2 separate regions of the Mus musculus genome follow, and region 1 is linked to region 2. The links are chromatin contacts, called in public Hi-C maps. All regions are on one chromosome and are shown on one strand. Each heading gives the region's core, a stretch centred on a gene start, on an enhancer-like site or on the middle of the called end of the contact. The rest is flanking DNA. Distances are from core to core; before and after follow the strand shown. Region 1 has its middle 9.3 kb from the start of Gm24805. Region 2 overlaps Stn1 (STN1, CST complex subunit).

Region 1 (6,783 bases), core at 1,595-4,094, 190 kb before region 2:
TGGAGCACATGCATGCAATCCCAGCCCTTAGAAGGCAGGGGCAAGAGGGCTGATGAGCTGAAAGGCAGCCTGGGATACCTAGAAAGGAATGGCTTATATTGAGTGAAATACCTAGAATGAGTGAATCAGTAAGGGGAAAGCTGATAAATAGGTTGTTCTGACATGAAAGTGATTCTTGACCATGAACTTCAGGGGTTTTCTTTCTAGCAGAATTCTCTGGGCTAGACTGAGCCCTAATCTATATTGTTGTATAATTTCCTAGTATTGTGCCTGTAGACAACAGAATTGTGTTTTCAATATTCATCACATTTCAAATCTATAGAAAACTTGTAATGAGATTTCTACTGTGTAAATGCATTATTTCTACAAATAAATAGAAGGAGGCAGAAGGAGGAAGAGGGGTGCCTCCATTCCTCTGGACTACACATTCCAGTTGGAAACATCCTCTCCTGTTGCATTTTATCAACCACCTTCAGTTGGAAAAAGAAAAAGAAATCCAGCCATCCCAGAAAGCTGGTGAGTAGATCAACACAAAATAGTGCTTACTTAGGCAGCTTACAAACCAGGCGCTCTCTAAGCCCCATTTACAAACAAATACTGAAAATTACTTCTCTGAAAAAGGTTCTATCCATAGTTCTAAGCACCCCTCAAAACTACCAGATGCCAGTATGGCTTTTCCAATTCCCTTCCGGTGATGGGCCTGTTTCCCCGTGGGCTAGAACAGACTTCCCACAAACAAAATCAAGGAGTGCCCGTGTCTTGCCTTTACCTGAAAATGTCTCGAGGTTACAGTTCTGACCTGTCATCATTCAAAAAGATTAGCGCATCAAACTTTAAATGAGCTGGCAACAGAGGGCCTAAAGAAAACATAACAAGCAGTTACACGGTTGTAAAAACTCCAGGACCCAAAAGGCAAGCAGGAGCTTGTTTCTTTACCTTCCTACGGCAAAACAGGGGGGGGGGTGGTCCCTGTGGGAAAGCCAGATCTTCACTTCGGATCATGATCTGAAGCAGGAGGCTGGGGCAGGGTATAGCTCAGAGGTACAGCATCTGCCTGATATGTAGGAGGCCCTGGGTTCCACTCCCAGTGTCAAGGAAAGAACTTGACAGGTTAGAAGCAAGGGCCTGGTCACACTTTCCCATCATAACAACTATTATACAAACTCACACTCCATAGTGGAAATGAACTCAGCTCCTGATGCCTGTCTTCATCATGTCTTGAACCATGCTCTCAAGCCCTTTGTCCCATCACACTCTCTAAAGCCTAACCTACTGGATGAAGTTGAAGAAAAAAATGCCAGAAAGGAAGTAAGGGAAGTGAACACATATTCTAGGTCTCCTTTGGGAAGGTTCTTGAATTTACCCTACCCCTTCAAATTTGGGGAACTCCAACCTAAAATGCTCTTCGTTCCCTCCTAGTCAACTTCCCTCCCCTCACTCCCACCTTCCCCAGCCCCACCCCAGCTTGATTTTGTGGCCTTTATGTGGCCCTGGCTGTGCTGGAGCTTGCTCTGTAGACCAGACTGGCCTCAAACACCTGCCTCTCCTTCCCTAGAGCTGAGGCTGTGTGCCACCATCACCTGGCTAATGCTACTGTATCTCTTCATACTCTCCCTAATGTTACTCTATCTCTCATACTCTTCCTAATGTTACTGTATTTCTTCATGTTCTCCCTAATGCTACTGTATCTCCTAATGCTCTTCCTAATGCTACTGTCTCTCTTCATGCTCTTCCCTGTCTCCTCCCCTTACTCCCACTAGCAATAGTTCATGCAGTAAGCTCAGTGCACATGACCCACAGGTAAACAGATGACTACAACAGCGGGAGCACCGTTGAGGGGAGTGGAGAGAAGCCACGAGTCCCATCTTTAGCATGTTGAGATTGACTGTCACTGAGACGTCCATGGAGGTGGGCAGGACAAGTCAGAAATGCTAATCAGACATCTTTGGGAAAGAAATTTGTATTGGATAGAGTATGTGTGATGCCTGTAATTAAGAATACAGGGAAAGAGAAAACTAAAAGCATTTCTCCTGGGGCTTTAAGGAAACTGAAAGTGTTAGAAGCCAGGATGTTAGAGTTTGGGAAGGTCCTGAGGATATACAAAGGAAAGTGGTCAGATCTACTCCATGTAGAGGAGTGGGAAACGCCAGCCCCTCTCTTCATGGGGCCGACCAGCCAGGATGGTCTCCATAGGTCTTCAATGTGACCTTAACCTTTGAAGCTCTGTTGATGACAAGCTGCTCCAGCTGGTCTTGCCTGTGAGTGGCAGCTCTTCTGGTGTTAGTTTTCTTTACTTTGGTGCATACCAATCTTTTGGCTGAAGAATAGTCTGCCAATAACCTCATTACATTTCTCCCCATGCATGTTGCAGGATCAGGAACAAGCCTGGGGAAAGATGGGACTTCCTTCAATAAGGTCCCAGCAGCTGGCTGAAGTCTTTTCCCTCTACTCTGAAGTCACACCTAGGAAAGGAATCACTCTTCTAATATTGGCAGACTAGGGTCCTTCAATGCCAAGAGCTTATGAGCTAGACTGACAGACTCAAAAGCTCATAGCCACTGAGAACTAAAAGGCTTACGGCTCCAGGCTGTAGGGCAAAGACTTGTGTTTCTAAACGCTCAGGTTGCAGGCGTTTTGCTCTGAGGTTTGATTGCCAGTGGCCTGTGGTATTCAGTAGCTACCAAATCCTGGACTTGCTGCAACAGCAACTAACAGCTATAGCTGTTGCTACCAGCTAGTGCTATAGTTCAAAGTTATGGATGCTGGAATCCACAGCTCATAGAAGCAGCTAGCATTGCAGCTCTTGAGCCTTGTGTGTCAGGGCGCTTGGCCCTAGTGTTACAGCTCATGAACCATGGTATCACGAGCCCCATCTTTAGCTCTCACAGCCTCCTCTGTTTGTCTACCACACTTTCTCTCCCTCTGCCTTCTTTGCCTCATTCTACCATCTTTGCCCGGAGCCATTGTCTGGAATTGCTCGCTTGCCATCATAGCTGCCGCCATTATATTTCTACTGTTCAACTGTTTCCCGCTGAACTATCATCTCCGCCCTCTCTACTTATGATGAAAATCAAAAGTAGACAAAGAAAAACCATTCTGAGGGCTTTCGTGGCTTGAATGCTGCACCACTAGATGATGGGGCAGCAAGGGGTCTCCCAGCTGACTGGAAAAATAAATAAGTCAGGAGTGGGTGGGGTTAAAGTGTTGGCACCAATCCCAGCAGTCTTTCATGCAAATGAAATAGTGTGCTTGCACCAATCACAGGCCTTCTGTGGCCCACTACAGGGTGTGTTCCCTGTTTGGCTTAGGGGAAAATGGGCAGAGTGACCTGGAGTCATGTCAAGGCTTGTCGTGCTTGGAACCCTGCTTTCTAAAGCAGGTGTAGGCTGTCTGGAGTAATCGGGACCGAATCATGTCTTCCTCTACAGATATCAGGAGTGTTCACAGAGTGACTGTCCAAAGTCCAAATTAGCCAGGCAACAACAAGGGTAAGCGGTCAGTCCAGTTAGCAGTAAAGAGGGTACGTGGCTCAGGTCTGCCAGGGATAAAGGGTCTATCTACTGCCACCCAAGGGTCCCACTCAGGTGACTTTGCTCATTTACAGAAGAAAGAAAAGGCAAAACATTATAGAGTGTTTACAATAAAGTCCTAAAGAAAGGGAGGGCGCCTCTGCCGGATGTGGGCGTGGCTGCAGGCAGCTGGGAAGTCTCTTCCTAGCAATGCCCAGGCTCGATCTGGTTTTCAGTTAAAATTGTCCCCTTGCCTCCAAAATCGCCCATTTAAATGTTATAATTTAACTTGTGTCGGTATATTACTAATCACTTTGTTTTGTTTTATTTGAAACGGGATCTTCTGAAGCGTAGGATGGCCTTGAATTCATTATACAGCCAAAGGTGGCATTGAACTTCAATTCTCTTGCCTCTTCCTCCCAAGTTCTGGAATTACAGGTGTGAGCCACCAGGCCTGCCTTTACTAATAACCACTTGAACCTTATTTAGGATACACTTACAAATTACATGAAAGTATTATAAATATTTATATTGAGGTTAACACCACTTATTTTATAATGAGGGCATACTGGCTGGTTTTGTGTGTCAACTTGGCACAAGCTAGAGTTATCACAGAGAAAGGAGCTCCCCTTGAGGAAAGGCCTCCATGAGATCCAGCTGTAAGGCATTTTCTCAATTAATGATCAAGGGTGGGAGAGCCCATTGTGGGTGGTGCCATCCCTGGGCTGCTAGTCTTGGGTTCCCTAAGAAAGCAAGCTGAGCAAGGCCGGGGAAGCAAGCCATTAAGAAACATCCCTCCATGGCCTCTGCATCAGCTCCTGCTTCCTGACCTGCTTGATTTCCAGTTTTGACTTCCTTTGGTGATGAACAGCAGTGTGGAAGTGTAAGCTGAATAAATCCTTTCCTCCTCAGCTTGCTTCTTGGTCAGGATGTTTTGTATAGGAATAGAAACCCTGACTAAAACAGAGAGATTTTTTTCCATTGTATCTTTTTTCTCTTTGTCTTTGTCACTAAGGCTCTGTTGTATAACTTATGGTCTGGAATTATAACACCTCCAGCATTGCAGAACCATTCATTTCATTTTCCCTCCACACAAGCCATTGTCCTTATTAGTGAAGGACTTAGAAATAAGCATGATCCATTTCTTAGCTGACATGGGCCTTTAAGGGAGGCTAATGGCTTCTAAGAAGACATAAAGGCATAATGTTGTTGTGTACTGTGTAAAGATCATCCTTGTATTATTCAAATGCTGATCTCTCTGCCCCATGCCTGGTTGCAATCTGGACATGGTATTCTAATGCTTATTCTAAGTATCTTCTGCTTTGTAAACTATGTAAACAGTGCTCCCTACTTATTCTCTGGTTGTCAATAAAAGCTGATCAGCCAATGGCTGAGCAGAGGAGAGGATAGGGCTGGCTTTTGACCCCAGCCTGGAGGGGTGGGGGAGAGAGAGAGGGAGAGAGAGAGAGAGAGAGAGAGAGAGAGAGAGAGAGAGAGAGAGAAGGAAGGAGAAGGAAGGAGGAGGAGGAGGAGAAAGAGAAGGAGGAGGAGGAGGAGGAGGAGGAGGAGAAGAAGAAGAAGAAGAAGAAGAAGAAGAAGAAGAAGAAGAAGAAGAAGAAGAAGAAGAAGAAGAAGAAGAAGAAAGAGGAGGAAGAGAAGGAGGAGGAGAAGGAAGAGAGAATTCGAATTGAGGAAAGGGTCCAGGAGCCAAGATGAAAACACACCTGAAGCAGACAGAGCCAGATCAATACTAAAATGCAAATATCACAGGGATTTTGGCTGGGAGGTAGCCAGATTAATTTAGAGGATTAGATTAATTACTGCTCAGTTATTGTGCCATAAAGCTTGCTAATAAATTAATAGTCTCTGTCTCATTTATTTGAGAGCTAGTCAGGATAAAGAAAACTTGTCACTTTTAAAATTGCTCTAAGAGCCTTTTTCTTTATTTAGACATTATTATGGGATATAATGTGGATCTGCTAAAGTACCACAGCCACGAAGGTATATCACTGCAAGAGGAGGATAGCAAGTGAAAACATCCAACGACAACAATAGTATCAGCCTTTCGTGTTTCTCCAGGATAGTTGTAAGGCTCCGTGAAAGCGGGCAGTGAAGGTTACCCTGGAGCAGTCAGCTCCCTGGGTGAGCGCTGAGCGCACACTGTATGTACTACATGCACGGACTCCTTAACAAACACGGGGATGTTTGCTGGTTTCTGCATTTAAGAAAATCTCTGTATAAGAATTTGCTCATGTTAAGTAACCTGTGCAGAGACTTTGGGGCCATACACAACAAAGAATAGAAACTTTGTCACCTAACTGACAGTGCTCATAAATAAAATAAAAAGCAGCAATTAGTAACCACAGAGCCTGAGCAGGCAATGGTGAGTCTGATATTCAGAGTTGCTATATTAATTGAAATGCTAAATTTTCAAAAACAAGATAATTATGAAATGTGCAAATAAACAAAGCATGTCTCATATGTGACTTTTTTTAAAAGAAATTATTTTATGTATATGAGCATACTGTCGCTGTCCTCAGACACACCAGAAGAGGGCATCAGATCCCACTACAGATGGTTGTGAGCCACCATGGGGTTGCTGGGAATTGAACTTAGGTCCTCTGGAAGAGCACTGAGCCATCTCTCCAGCCCCATGTGTGACCTTTTTAAAAGTAGGGGTTTTTTTTGTTGTTGTTGTTGTTGTTTTGGGTTTTTTTTTTTGCCAGGCACACAAAATACCTGTATGTGTGAAGGATCCAGATATGGTAGCTAATGATTTTAATCTTCCTACTTGAGAGGCTAAGGAAGATTGTGAGCTCAAGACCAGCCTGAGCTATTGATGACTAATCAAGATTGTCAACTTGATTGGATTGAGAGGGCCTGAGGCATTAGTAAAGTATTTCTCTGGAGGTGTCTATGAAAACATTTCTAGAAAGGGCTAACTAAGGGGGAAATATTGGAATGTGAGCAGCATGTGTGTGTATGCCTGCCTGCCTGTCTGTGTCTGTCTGTCTGCCTGCCTGCCTGCCTGTCTGTGTCTGTCTGTCTATCTGTCTGCCTGTCTGCCTGTCTGCCTCTCTCTGTCTCCCCCTGCCATGTACCTGGCAGTGACTAGCTCTTCCTCACCATGCCTTGCTGCCATGATATCCAGTGGCCTCAAACAGAACCAGGAAACTAGAAGACTGAACCCGGTGAGAACGTGAGCCAAGATAAACCCTTCTTCCTTTAAGTTACTCCTCAGCAATATGCCTCACAGCCACAGAAAGTCAGACTA
Region 2 (7,675 bases), core at 2,136-4,635:
CAAGGAGCAAGCAGAGAGAAGCCCTTCTTTTCTGCACGCTCTCATGGTAGCAGTGACTCGTCCACCCTGGCCTATTGCTCTGAATGCCTCCTGTTCAGTCCCACCTCCTAACACGGTTGTGCTGCGGCTATGGTCCGGATGAAAGTCTCCCTCTCCAGGGTTGGCAGGAATGGAAGATCTTGTGGACTAATGTGAGGGCCTAGATCACTGAGGACATGCTATGAAATGGTACCCTGTCTTAGTCTCCTCTTGCTTCCTGGCTTGGACATAGGATCCTGCTATGACATGTTACTCTTTGCAAATCACAGAGACTGCCTAACCCTGGGCTTGTGCATCCAGGCCTATGAGCCAAAAACGCAGCTCTCTGTTTTGTAAGAAGTCTGTTGTTATTTCATTCCCGGGATGGACCACTTGCTGGTACAGTCTGGATAGTTTCCAGCACTTGAGGCTTGGAGGGTACAGAAGCGTGCAGGCCACAGTGGCATTGTGAGTCATTTACAGACTTATGGCTCTACTCACAATCCTTAATCAGAAGGTGCAGTTTGTCTGGCAGCGCCTGAGTTAGGTGGAGGGTGAGCAAGCTTTTCTATAAAGGGACACATGGTGTATATTTTCTGTTTTGTGGACGTGATCTGCCTTCATTACTTGACACTGCCATTTTAGCACCAAGTGGGCCATGGATGATACAGGGGACAATCAGGCGGGGACAGGGTCTCACTATGTGGCTCTGGCTGGCCTCAAACTCTCCCTGATCCCCTTTGCCTCTGCCTCCCAGTGCTGGGAACAGAAGTGTGTGCCACCACATTCACTGCTTTTTAAAAAGTGGCATGACCAGCAACACTATGGAACTCCTAAACTCAGTAATTTTTTAGATCAACGGTTGTTAATACTGAACATGCTGAGAGGTAGATGTCTTAACTGTCCGAAAGCAGGTGAACCGGTGACAGTTAGAGAGCAGTCTTCATTTTAAGCTGCTTTGCAAACATAAATAAAATGGTTAGTTTCCGGAGAAAGCCTAGAAAGAGCCCTTGTCATGGTACATGTGATGTGGCACATGTGACGTGGTATTTTTAAATTGCTCCCAACTCACTCGTTCTTTCCTTTTAATTTAATTGCCCAAAGTTTAAAGGCTTTCATTGGAAGGTGGCCAAAGAAGATCATTTTTAAAAAACAGAATTCAGTGTGAGTCAAAATCATGTTCCAATCAATTAAATAAAAACTATAATGTAAACCCTGTGGATGTTACATTGACTATACCATTTGCACTTAGCTTATGATCAACGTTAAGACAGGTTAGCCCTCACCATCAGAATGTTAAAAGGGGTTTACCTTCAGGATGGAGACCACTAAAATGAGTTCTGTCAGGCTCCAACTGTCTCATTACATTCATTAAATTACACGCTAGAGCCTCCTTTCATCAATTTGACTTACTCTTTAAATGAAAGCGAGGCCTCTTTTCTCAGATCAGCTGTCAACCTGATAATGTCAGTGGGGCCACGCGGAGCTCTTTAGCATCTCCGTGATGTGGCAGTGAGGTTGTAAATACCCCTAACTTCGGAGAGAGAACAAGAGGGCCTGAGGTAGGAAGTGGGGAGAGAGGGCCTGAGGTAGGAAGGTGGGAGAACAGCCTTTAGAAACTGACAAACCCAGTGAACTGAGCAGCCATTGCTCTGCGTCTGATTTCCTAGGTTTCAGTCACCGCATGCGCAGTTCTTTGTGCTCCCCGTGTTGCTATGAACAGCACATGTGTATTAGTGCTGCTACACATTACAAAACTATGGTTGTCAACATTGTAGTTGGTCAGAAAGCAGAACATCTGAGCAAAAGACTAAAACAAAGATCCCTCTATTAGGAAACCCTGCTGAGACAAACCTACTGAGCTGTAGGAAATACATCAGCAGTTAGCCAATGTCTTTTCAGGTAGAGTCGTATCTGGAAAGAGGTGACCGTGACTCCTCGCATCCTGCAGCTTACGTAAAGGAACCTGAAGAAGGCACGCTGTGTGTCTGTCCCAGTAAACATGCTGTGCTCTAGAAACCCCAGCTGCTGGGTTACTAAAACCAGGGGAATAAGAGGCATGAATTAAAAAATCAAGATACTTTTTTAAAAACTCTGATACAAGAGAAAGAAATCAAATAAATATTAAAAATAAAGCAATAGGCTGGGCAGTGATGGCGCACGCCTTTAATCCCAGCAGAGGCAGGTGGATTTCTGAGTTCGAGGCCAGCCTGGTCTACAAAGTGAGTTCCAGGACAGCCAGGGCTACACAGAGAAACCCTGTCTCGAAAAACCAAAAAAAAAAGCAATGGACAATGTATGTGATAAGCATCGTGGGCACAGTTTGCTTGAAGTTTAATGAAACCAACAGTGTGAGCTTATCAGCCAAGAGACACAGAGGCTGTCGTCCCTTATAAAGACAGCCAACTCAGTGACTGAGACAAACCAATAATCCTGGTGTTTGGGAGCTAGAGGCAGTGAGAGTCCCCCCAAAAAAGTAAATAGTTACCTAGAGAGCCCAGTCACTTGTCACAAACAGTTGTCACTTCCTCTGTCCACAGTTGAGTCATGCACAACAGCCATGTGTATGTGTGTGCATGTGCCTGTGTGTATGTGTGTGTGTGTGTGTGTGTGTGTGGTAGTAGTTGTAGACTGCCATTCTCCTCATTTCCTTGATTCATTCAGTTGAGGAGAAAGGGACATTAGAGTGAGACACACTGTACGTGAGGAGGTGTCATCCCAGCTGAGAACCTGCTGAGATAGAAGTTGGGTTTCTCTGGCTCTGGGAGCCAAATGCTCCCCCTCCACCTGCCCCATGCAGTGACCAAAATCAAAATGAGAAGCCATCCAAAGGGAAGGAACGTGCAGCCAGGCTACCAACTAACCTGCCATGTTAATGTGGCAGGATGCTGTACTAGGATCCGCTGAGCCGCTCTCAGCACTCCAAAAGCCGAAGTAAGGGTTCGTTCGGGGCCATCTGGGGTTGCATAGCCAAACCACATTTCAGAAGCCAAAGCGATAACAAAACGCAGAGTCATGCAGCTTCTATGGCCACATGCGTATGTGGAATTCCAGCAGGCAGAAGAACAGAACACCGAGTCCCTAGGGAGCCACTCTGACTACAGACGCAGGCCATATCCCCTGGGGCGGGCGGTGCAGAGTGCAGTGTAGTTACAGTCTCTGCAGCCAGACAGTGCCGTTCAGACTGCAGCTTCTCTTCTTCGGAAAGAAGATTCTGACTTCGGAAAGGTTGCTTGACCTCTCTGTGACATACGTGTCTCATCTCTGAAGTGGAGCTCCCGATGGAGCAGCTGTGAGGGCTGGATGCTCGGGCACGTTATAAAGCCCGTAGAAGAGCGCCTATCTGCCCAGTGGCCAGGCTTCTTCTACCCACCCTGTCCTTTCTTATCTCATACAGTTAGAAGTAAAACCCAGCGGTAGGGATTATTTAGGGTTGAGTGAACATTATCTTCTTTTCCCCGTGAGGTGAAGGATAAAGATGGGAGGAGAGAGCCCACACTTGGGAGGGAGAAGGGTTGGTTAGTCTAGTCCCCTCAACACTGATGGGAGGGACGAAGTCTCTGCACAAATACTTTTGTTGTTATTGTTTTGAGACAGGACCTCACTGTGCACTGAAGACTAGCCAGGAACTCACTTATCCTCCCCGTGTCGTCTTGAGTAGCTGGGGTTACCAGCATATACTACCACACAGGCCTCCACAGTCATACGCTAAAGAGCTGTTTGTAGCCAGGCGTGGTAGTGCAGGTGTAGTTCCACTTATTCGGGAAACTGAGGCAGGTGAAGTGAATTCCGAGTCTGAAGAGATGGCTCAACAGTTGAAGAGCACTTGCTGCTCTTCCAGAGGACCTGAATTCGGTCCCCAACACCTCTGTAGGTGTCTGCATATTCATGCACATACATATCCTCACACAGATGCACATATGCACAATTAAAAATAAAACATCTGTACTTTTAGAAAGCCTTCCTGGGCTAAAGAGTGAGTGAGTTCAAGGTTAGCCTGGGCAACTCATTGAGCCCTTGGCTCAAAATAAAGTAAAATCAAACGGGGGGGGGGGGGGCGGGGGGGCGGGGTAGGTGCCACTCAGTGGTACAGTGTTTGCCTAGCGTGCGAGAGGCCCTAGGTTCAGTCTCTTAATACTGCAAAAACAATATAAAGCTTTCAGAACAGAGGGCAGCGTAGTGTTGTTGCCCCAGTTGCTCTGAACGTGTGCACAGGGCTACATAGAGCCCTTTGCACCAGTGATGCAGGGGCGGGTGATGCAGGGGCGGGAAGGGCGGTACAGTCACCCGGGAGCTTCCCACTTGGCCTCACTCCAGAGACTTCTCCTTTTGTTCTGCCTTTGGATAGATACACTTCTGTTTTCCTTAGGTTTTTACTGCTGTGAACAGACACCATGACCAAGGCAACTCTTGTAAGGACAACATTTAATTAGGGCTGGCTTACAGGTTCAGAGGTTCAGTCCATTATCATCAAGGCTGGAGTATGGCAGCATCCAGTCAGGCATGGTGCAGGAGGAGCTGAGAGTTCTACATCTTCATCTGAAGGCTGCCAGCAGAATACTGACTTCCAGGCAGCTAGGATGAGGGTCTTGTAGCCCACGTCTACAGGGCCACACCTACTCCAACAAGGCCACACCTTCTAATAGTGCCACTCCCTGGGCCGGGCATATGCAAACCATCGCACAAACTTTGTGCGTCTGGGGAGATGCTTTGAAAAGGTACCAGGAGCTATTATACTAGAACGCCCCATCAGAGCAGGCACACTAGCTTCCTCAGCCCCTCAAACTGTGTCCCCAGCATAGAAGGACCCTCGCTTATACCTCTTCTCTTTTCTCCTGGCCCCGCCAGACCCAGCTATTCTGAGCACTGCGAGAGAGCTTAGCATGACATCACAGCTTAAGAAGCTGCAGGAGACCATCGAGCAGAAAACCAGGATAGGGATTGGAGATATCATCCGAGTCCGAGGCTCTGTGCGCATGTTCCGAGAAGAGCGAGAGATCTGTGCCAACATTTATTGTAAGTACAGTAAGTTTCTGCCAAATGAGCTGATATTCTGGGTGTGTGCTCAGTAAATGCTTGTTTAGCTGGAAGTCAGACTCCAGAAAGGCTCATAGAAGATTTGATCCCGTTGGGGGGGAATTATGTTTAGCGTGCCGTTTTTAGGAAAAGAGCTTTTTTGAATTTTATTTTGAAGAATGTTAATTAGAAGTAAATTGGGAAGTTTGGATAATTTCACCGTTTCTGAAGCACTTTGACATTCTAAATGTCAGTCTGTTAGCATAGAGTATTCTACTAGTTCAAAACGACGGGGACACCTTGAACACCATGAAGCCCATCAACTGGAATGAAAATATCTAATCAGACAACTGTAATGAAAATAGCTAATTAGAAGTGGTTCCAAATCGCCCCCTTTGCACTGTGCTGGCTGGTTTTCAGCTGAAAAATCTCAAAAGCAGCCAGTCATGGTGGTACATGCCTTTAATTTCAGAACCCAGAAGACAGAGTCAGACAGATCTTCCTGCATTCAAGGCCAGCCTGGTCTACATAATGAGTTATAGGCCAGCCAGGGCTCATAGGGAGACCCTGTCAATAAGTACATATATAAATTACAAGGCTGTCCCAGTAGTCCATCGGCATAACATACAGATTGCTAGTGACAGGCCTGTCCCTACCCTAGATGTGTCTGTCACATATAGGGCCTTGCCTTCTCTCTCAGGGGATGGCTGGAGCTGTTCTGTGACTCTAGACTATTGTCCTAGTGGTAGTTTGGACGTGGGAAGACGTTCTCTCGGGGTTACTCCTGTGGCCTCTCTTTCCTGGGTTGTTAGATAAGGTGGACGATCCAGTGTGGAACATGCAAATCGCAAGGATGCTTGAGCTGCCCAAGCTCTACCAGAAGGTGTACGACCAGCCCTTCCGTAACCCAGCCCTACAGGAGGAGGAGGCACTAAAGTAAGTCCCTGGCTGTCACTGCTGAGAACATACGGCCGCAGGGAAGCTTGGGGTACAAATCATCAAACATCCCCCACCTGAGGACCATGGGCTCCGCCTCCCTGGCCTCAGTTCCCACTCCTGCAAAGCGAGAGTGACTACAGCGTAGAGGCACTAGGGTCGTTGCGAATGAAACACAAGCCCATGATGATTGTTATGTATTGTGTAATATATTATACTTGGAGTTACCGAAGGAGTGGAGGGAACACAGATGAATATTTGGGTCGTGGCTGAAACTTGCTCAAGTTAGCTAAAAACTAGAAACACAGATCCAAGAAGCTTAGCAAACCTCCAGGGGAGAACCACGAAGAAGCCTGCACTGAGGCACATCACAGTCCCCATCACAGAGTGACCCCGATCCTGCATTCCCCCACCATAAAACAAGGACAAAAACAACCGGGTTGGGTGGGTTTCACTCCTGTACAGGGTGGGTTTCACTCCTGTACAGAGGGGACACAAAGCCCAAGAGGAATACAAATGTACACACATTTGCTAAAATATGAGGTAAAGAAAACTGCTTATCAGTGGCTCTCTAGAGGCTTCAAGCTGGGAGGATGGTATGAGGCTGTGTCTTACTTAGGGTCACTACTGCTGTGATGAAACCATGGCCAGAGCAGCTTAGGGAGGAAAGCGTTTATTTAACCTCTACTCCCAGTCCACTGTCGTCATCCAAGGAAGTCAGGACTGAAACTCAAACAGGGCAGGAACCTGGAGGCAGGAGCTGACGCGGAGGCCATGGAGGGGTAAGCATACATAGATGCTTACTCACTTGCTCCCCAGGTCTTGCTCATTCTCCTTATAGGAGAATGCAGGACTACCAGCCTGAGGGTGGCCCCACCCACAATAGGTTGGGCCCTCCCTCCCACATCAATCACTAAGCAAATCTCCTGCAGCTTGCCTGCTGCCCGGACTTCTGGAGGCATCTTCTCAATTGAGGTTCCCTTTCCTTAGATGACTATGTCAGTTGTGTCAAGTTGACATAAAACTAGCCAGCACAGGAGGGTACTTTTTATTCTGTCCTTATTATTGATTTTATTGAGTTGGTGGCAGAGGGGTTAGAGAGCTAGCTCAGTGGGTAAAAGTGCATGTCCCCCATGCGTGAGCACCTAAGCTCAGATCCCGGCTATAGGCAAGTCTGGGCCGGCTGGTGTGCACTAAGGGGATGGAAGCAGGGCGATCAGCGGGGCTTGCTGTCCACTTCCTTATCTCTAAAGTCAATGAGAGATCTGCTCTCAAGGGAATAGGTAGAGGGAAATGAAGCAGGGCACCAGTATCTTCAAGTTCTGGCATCTGCATGCATGCATGCATGCACACACACAGAGCACATACACTCACATGCACACACACAGAGCACATACACACATGCATGCACACACACATACACACTCTCACACACACACAACATTCATGCACATAGACAGCATACACAGACCACGTACTTAACACAGCACACATACACACAGCACATGTACAGCGTGTACACACACACACAGCCGTCACACACAGTTTTTCTTCCGGGGTAGAGAATGAACCAGGACCAAACTCACGCTAGGCCAGTGCTCTAGCACTGAGCTGTACCCCGGCCCTCTCTTTAACTTTTCAAACATGTAAATGTATCGCTTATCCAGTAAGTCAAACAGTGCAAACAGCAGGTATGCGTAACACA

What was found. Hi-C and Micro-C count contacts between places; a contact is called where the count stands out from the background.
Region 1: a Hi-C map of embryonic stem cells shows a contact between it and region 2, with 1.9 times the contacts expected there. The contact joins two enhancer-like sites. A contact is called at or near these places in 1 of 39 promoter capture datasets (neural stem cells), 2 of 15 datasets of contacts at CTCF or cohesin (large pre-B cells and stem cell-derived epiblast-like cells), 48 of 484 Hi-C or Micro-C datasets (the AML12 cell line, B cells, the BV-2 cell line and 27 more), 10 of 115 datasets of contacts at active chromatin or transcription factors (CD8 T cells, the HPC-7 cell line, bone marrow-derived dendritic cells and 7 more) and 3 of 9 other capture datasets (adipose tissue, embryonic stem cells and liver).

The regions. Positions count from the first base shown.
Region 1 is chr19:47,702,167-47,708,949 of GRCm38.p6, reverse strand. No RefSeq gene overlaps it. Among named protein-coding and RNA genes, the nearest start is that of Gm24805, 9.3 kb to the left of the region's middle. Within about 2 kb of position 2,844, at least 32 of the 459 cell types and tissues checked have an H3K27ac peak or open chromatin away from gene starts, as enhancers often do. A contact at or near this core is called in embryonic stem cells, where this site is marked.
Region 2 is chr19:47,514,386-47,522,060 of GRCm38.p6, reverse strand. Stn1 (STN1, CST complex subunit) reads left to right here. Exons shown (of 10, transcript NM_175360.3): 5 at 4,867-5,034; 6 at 5,847-5,970. Gm19557 (predicted gene, 19557) reads right to left here. Exons shown (of 3, transcript NR_045322.1): 3 at 5,483-7,675. Among named protein-coding and RNA genes, the nearest start is that of Gm19557, 5.2 kb to the right of the region's middle. Within about 2 kb of position 3,385, at least 82 of the 459 cell types and tissues checked have an H3K27ac peak or open chromatin away from gene starts, as enhancers often do. A contact at or near this core is called in embryonic stem cells, where this site is marked.